2 separate regions of the Mus musculus genome follow, and region 2 is linked to region 1. A link is a contact called in public HiChIP or PLAC-seq data. All regions are on one chromosome and are shown on one strand. Each heading gives the region's core, a stretch centred on a gene start, on an enhancer-like site or on the middle of the called end of the contact. The rest is flanking DNA. Distances are from core to core; before and after follow the strand shown.

Region 1 (2,700 bases), core at 194-2,693:
CTTTTTCTCAGTAAGAAAAAGAGCTTGCCTTGTACAACTTTAAGTCCAGCACTCAAGTCAGCTGGTGGATCTCTGAGTTCTGTGTCAGCCTGGTCTACAGAGTGAGTTCCAGGACAGGCAGGGCTACACAGAGAAACCCTGTCTTGAAAAAACAAAACAAACTAACCAACTAACCAACCAACCAAACAAATGAGGAGAGCTTGACTCGAGTGGTTGGTTCTATTTGTTGTAAGAGAAGGAGGTGTGGTTTGTCCCTGAAAGAACAGAGCTGGGAGGCCAATTAGGAGGACACTGAGTGAATACTGAGTTGAGGTAGAAGCCCTGGCCCTGGCCCTGGCCCTGTGAAGTGGTTAAGTCTGAGAACTGAAAGAAACGGGGATGTGGGAGAACACAATTTTAGGGGCTAGAAAAGTGACTGTTGTTTTATTTTTTTTCTTGTCTAAGCCTGATACAGCGAAACTGCCTCCTCTTTCTAATGCGATTAGATTATTAGGAAGTTCAAAACAAACAAGCAAATAGAACTACAAATACCCTTGCCTGGGTTAATGAGGTGATTTACTAAGGAGTCTTATGTCTATACCACAGCACTTTGTAACCATACAGAGACCTGTTCAAGAGGAAAACGGTGGGGTCCTTAAGGGGTACCACACTGCTGCCAGCCTTCCCATAGCCCCTGCCAGGGTCCATATTACTGGGCGTGGAAGGTAGGTGAGGGATTTGGGGGGCTCTCGTCCTAGCTTTTTGCTGTTGTTTGCTGGGAAACCCTTTGCTGAAGTGTGCTTGTGAATATGGAGGCTCATGAGTACCCCCTTCATCCTTAAAGGGTAGGATGTCATGCCCTTCTTATCAGACTGGCTCTTTCCTGACCCCTGACTAGGGTAGTGGCTCTGAGACACTCACTGTTTTCCAAAAGCCCCTCGTGCCTCAGATCTCCAGCACTGGAGCCGCGTACTTACTTGTGGCTACAGCTTCTGCCTTGGAATCACTGAATAAGAAGAAGGCCTCATAGGGTTCTTCTGAGAGCGAGCTGGATTCCATGTGGAAGTCCCTAGGCTGCTGTCTAGCACATACAAGGTATTGCTCTAGTGGGGCTGTTGGGATAGTCAGCAGGTAGCATTTACTGTATTCATCTGTGAGCCTGTCACAGATTACCCCAAACTTCAATCTGTGACCTGTTGGTAAGACCGGGGGTCATCTGGGCATGGTGGCACATGCCTTGGATGCCAGCACTTGGCAGGCAGAGGTAGTATTGGAGCTCTGTGAGTTTAAGACCAGCCTGGTCTACATAGCAAGTTCCAAGCTAGTCAGAAATAAATAATGAGATTCTGTCTCAAGAAATAAATTCAAAAAAACAAAACAAAACTCAAAAGATCGGTAGTCAGGGGCTAGGAATGTGGTGGCTCAGTTTGTTGAGTGCTTGCCAGGAATTCATGAGTTTCTGGGCGTGATCCCCAGCAGCAACCAAAGCAGCCATGGGGGTACTACATGTCTTGAGATCTCAGCTTTCAGGAGTTAGAAGCAAGAAAGTCAGGACTTCGAGGTTATTCTCAGCTCCATGGTGGGTTTGAGTTGAGCCTGGGCTGCCTGAGACCTGGTTTCAAGAAAACAAGAAACCCACAACTACAAATAGATCCTGGGTGGCGCATGACTGTGTTGTTGGCACTTAGGAGTCACACACAGAAGAACCACCACAAATTTCAGGCCTACCACGGCTACAGTTAAGACCCTGTCTTGAGAACAAAGGAAAACAACAATAAAGAATGGGAATCAGCTGCACTAGGGGGTGTGGCTCCTTGGTGGCGTGCTTGCCAATCACGTATGAGAGCCTGGTGAAGCTCAGCACACGGGTGGGGTAGGAATGAGACTGGCTCGAGGAGAAGGGAATCACATTACCTTTGTGGCTTACAGGTTCTCTTTCTTCCCTCTACTCCTGCCTTCTTTATCTTAGATAAAGAGGCTGGGGTGAGGTTGTAGAGTGCTTGCCTAACATGCACACGACCCTAGCCTCAGCACCCAACAAGCAAAATCTATGACAGAGAACAAAGCACTGCAATGTAGGGTTAAAAGCAGGGATGACATTTAAATTGTGATGGTTGAACCTTGAAAACGAGTCATACTAAGCTGGAGAGATGGCTGGGTGGTTAAGAACACTGGCTGCTTTCCCAGAGAACATGGGTTAGATTGCCAAGCACCCACAAGGTGGCTCACAACCACCTGTAACTCTAGTTCCAGGGACTCAGATGTTGTTCTGCTATCCATTGGCCTCAGGCACTCATATGGTATGCACTTAAATGCCTGCCGTTTAAAGGCAAACCACCAGTACACATAAAATAGAATTTAAAAGATGAGTAAAATTGACATAAAATATGACTGCAAACATATAAAGTTAGGGAAAGGGAAGCTACTTAAATATTGAAAATTACTGAGTTGTTTCATAAAAATGGAAATGACATTAAAGCCCAAAAGTCGCAAGGAAAGGAGAAAGCTGGAAGCAGGCCCTGATTCTATACTTTACTTTTCTTTCTTTGTGGAGTTGGAGGTAGAGAACCTTGTGTGTACGAGACAAGTGTTCTTTCTGAGGTACACCCCAGTCGTTGGGTTTTTGAGGCTGTCTTTCAGTATGTAGCCAAGGTTTGTCTGGAATTCTCCATCCTGCCTTCACCTTCAAGGAGCTGGGGTTCTAGGCATATGCTATCATTA
Region 2 (2,700 bases), core at 15-2,514, 560 kb after region 1:
AGGGTCAGTGGGAACTTCTCTATTTTCTGAAGGATTCTGAATTGCTTCTAAAAAACACTAGCCTGAGGTTGAAACTGTAGGGTAGGATTGTCCTTCTCACTGTTCAATTAATTTTTCAGAGAAGGAGAAGACAGGGAAAGGCAATGATTTTTCTTCAGAAAAAAAATGCCCCTCAGTCTCAGGCTTAGAGATTTAATTCTCATTTGTCTCCTCGGGTCTCCACCATTCTCTCATTTTTCTTTTCTTAAACTAATATGCCAAACTCCAGAAGTAATTTTCAGAACAAAACCATGCCTGGAAGGGATTGTGAGTTTGAGTAAAAGTTCCCTTTAGGGTAGACAGCTCTCTCATGTGATTCACTGAGTGGTCCGCCACCCCAAGAGAGGATATAACTTCCAATGAGTACTTACCTGTCAGCTGACAGTGCCGTAAGTGTGAAGACAGACACCCCCACTGAAGTAAGTTGTATAAAGGGGATCAGTTTGCAGCCAATTCTGCCAAATAGCCACCTGTCAGCCAGGTACTTGCTGGCATCCACAGGGGCGCATGTCACCAGCAGCAGCAGGTCTCCCAAAGCCAGGCTAGAGATGAACAGGTTTGGCACGTTTCGCATGGACTTGACCGTGCAGAAGATCTTGATGAGCGTGATGTTGCCAATAAGACCTATCACGATGATAAGCCCATAAACTGCAGGGATGACATAGATGAAGCCCGGGTGAAACCAGTTGTCCATCTTGGGGGGACTCAGACTTTGATTGAAGGTGTCGTTGCAGGACAGGAAAGGGTCCACGTCCAAGTTCAGGTGGGAACAATTATTTGGAGCCATCTCAAAGCTTCTCTCTTCAAATGCGCCTTCAAGATGCTGCTTTGTAACTTCTGGGTTTTTCAGTTAGGCGCTGAAGGTTTGTCAGTTAGGCTCGCTGATCTGTGTGAGCCTCTTGATCTCTCTTTAAAACACTCTGAATTCACACACACACACACACACACACACACACACACACACACACACTGGTATTCCAAACTCTAGCTCAGTTTGTTGATGTTGGTTCTGTCCCAGCCTTCACACCACCAGCAAGCAATACATCTGTACATTCACTAAGTTAACAAGCAACAGAAACTCAGCCTGAAGAAAAGCTTAGAATTAAGCCCACTTTGTCTCAGCTCTTCCTACCTCCATCCTAGACTGAGTCTCTCTGGCTGCAGTTTACTAAGAACTTTTGGATTGCTATTTTCACACAGCATTTCCCGTCTTCCCTGATTTGTAGAACCTGAAGGTTTAAAGTGGGTAGAAAAAAACTGCACCAAGAAAGCCTCCAATCCTATAGGCAGGATGCTTTGGACGTCACTGGCTTCCCTAGCAAACGGCAGCTCTCCTGAGCTGCCGCTCTGAAGTGGAGCCAGGACCATGTATAGACAGCGAATGCCAGCCCCCTGCTGGACGCTTCAATCACTGCCCAGCTGCCTGCTTTCTTCAAATGAGAATCAGGCAGCAGATCACAACTCCTAAGTGGCTTAATAGATAGATACCTTTGCCTTTTCATTTAAGCTGGGAGCACCTAATAGCAGGCATTTAATAAATGCTGTTCGCTGCAAAGTCTGGGAATATCTCTGATACTATCTCCATGAGTTCAGATGTGACTCAGGACCCTCCTGTTTCTAATCTTTACTAATGTATTAAAATGGGACATCTAGGTCTGTGTGTGAGCTGTCCCAGTTAGTTCCCTCGGAATAGGGACTGCTACGGAGAACTGCATGCACGGACTCACACCTTAAACCTACAGCAACAGACTTCAGGAAAACCAGAAGTACGGTGCACATGTGCTCTTTCTTGAAAACTTCCCAAGCCTCTGACTATGGAGCCAGCTGCAGGCTCAGCACACATAGATCAATGGATGATCTTTTTCAAACCAAATTTAAAGCGCATTATTTTCTTTTGATCTAAAAATCATATGAGCTGGCTTTTTGGTGTAGCTTTTTGCATTTTTGGCAAGCTGTCAATTTCCTCCGAAGTATACAACGGTTGTAGATTCTCTCAAGAAACAGGAAACAAGAGACAGAGGGGGTGGGGAGCTAGTGAAAGAAATGAGTTATGGTCAAAGGAGTGCTGAGAAATACTCTATTAAAATGCTATCAGAATGAGACTTGACCTTTTGCTAGCACTAACAAGTACATCATAAGGCTATACCTTTATGGTATCTATTGAGCCGGTCCTTTTTGATATGTGTCAGAAAGCTAGTTAATAACAGACAGTGCTAGGGAAAGGCTCATATTTCAGGACCCATAATAAATAAAGAAAACTGCTTGATACCATGTCAGGGCCCACCCAGAAAGCTTCCAAAGGCATTGCCATGTACCTTTGCAGCATTTGATGGCCAGGTGACTGTGGTGCCCTTTTGGTAACATGAAAGAGTCCTTGTAGGCAGCAGTCAGAAGATTGATGATGCTACATGCTTGCAGGTAGAAGGGTTTCTTAGTGGAGTCCAGCACTGCCAGGATTGAGCCAATAAACATGAGTCTAGTGGTGTCAATCAGTTGCTAGAAGTACAACTTATTGATACAGGACATGAGCTTCAGTCCTGACAGACCCACCCATTTATTACCTTGGCACATTGCTTGGGCACACATCTTCAGGTTCAAGTTCTTTATTTGTAGAGCAGGGATAATTTATGAAATTCAATAAAAAACCATCCCTGGTAAGAC

Evidence for each region. HiChIP or PLAC-seq counts read pairs in DNA pulled down with a chosen protein or histone mark.
Region 2: an H3K27ac HiChIP or PLAC-seq map of the NIH/3T3 cell line shows a contact between it and region 1, with 7 times the contacts expected there. The contact joins the promoter of Grpr here to the enhancer-like site in region 1. A contact is called at or near these places in 11 of 39 promoter capture datasets (the 3T3-L1 cell line, the C10 cell line, cranial neural crest and 6 more) and 4 of 115 datasets of contacts at active chromatin or transcription factors (the NIH/3T3 cell line, VIP interneurons, astrocytes and 1 more).

What each region holds. Positions count from the first base shown.
Region 1 is chrX:162,990,153-162,992,852 of GRCm38.p6, forward strand. All of the region lies in intron 14 of Ctps2 (cytidine 5'-triphosphate synthase 2), which reads left to right. Among named protein-coding and RNA genes, the nearest start is that of S100g, 27 kb to the left of the region's middle. Within about 2 kb of position 1,444, at least 37 of the 459 cell types and tissues checked have an H3K27ac peak or open chromatin away from gene starts, as enhancers often do. A contact at or near this core is called in the NIH/3T3 cell line, astrocytes and embryonic fibroblasts, where this site is marked.
Region 2 is chrX:163,548,472-163,551,171 of GRCm38.p6, forward strand. Grpr (gastrin releasing peptide receptor) reads right to left here and starts at 1,265. Exons shown (of 3, transcript NM_008177.3): 1 at 411-1,265. The coding sequence starts at 826.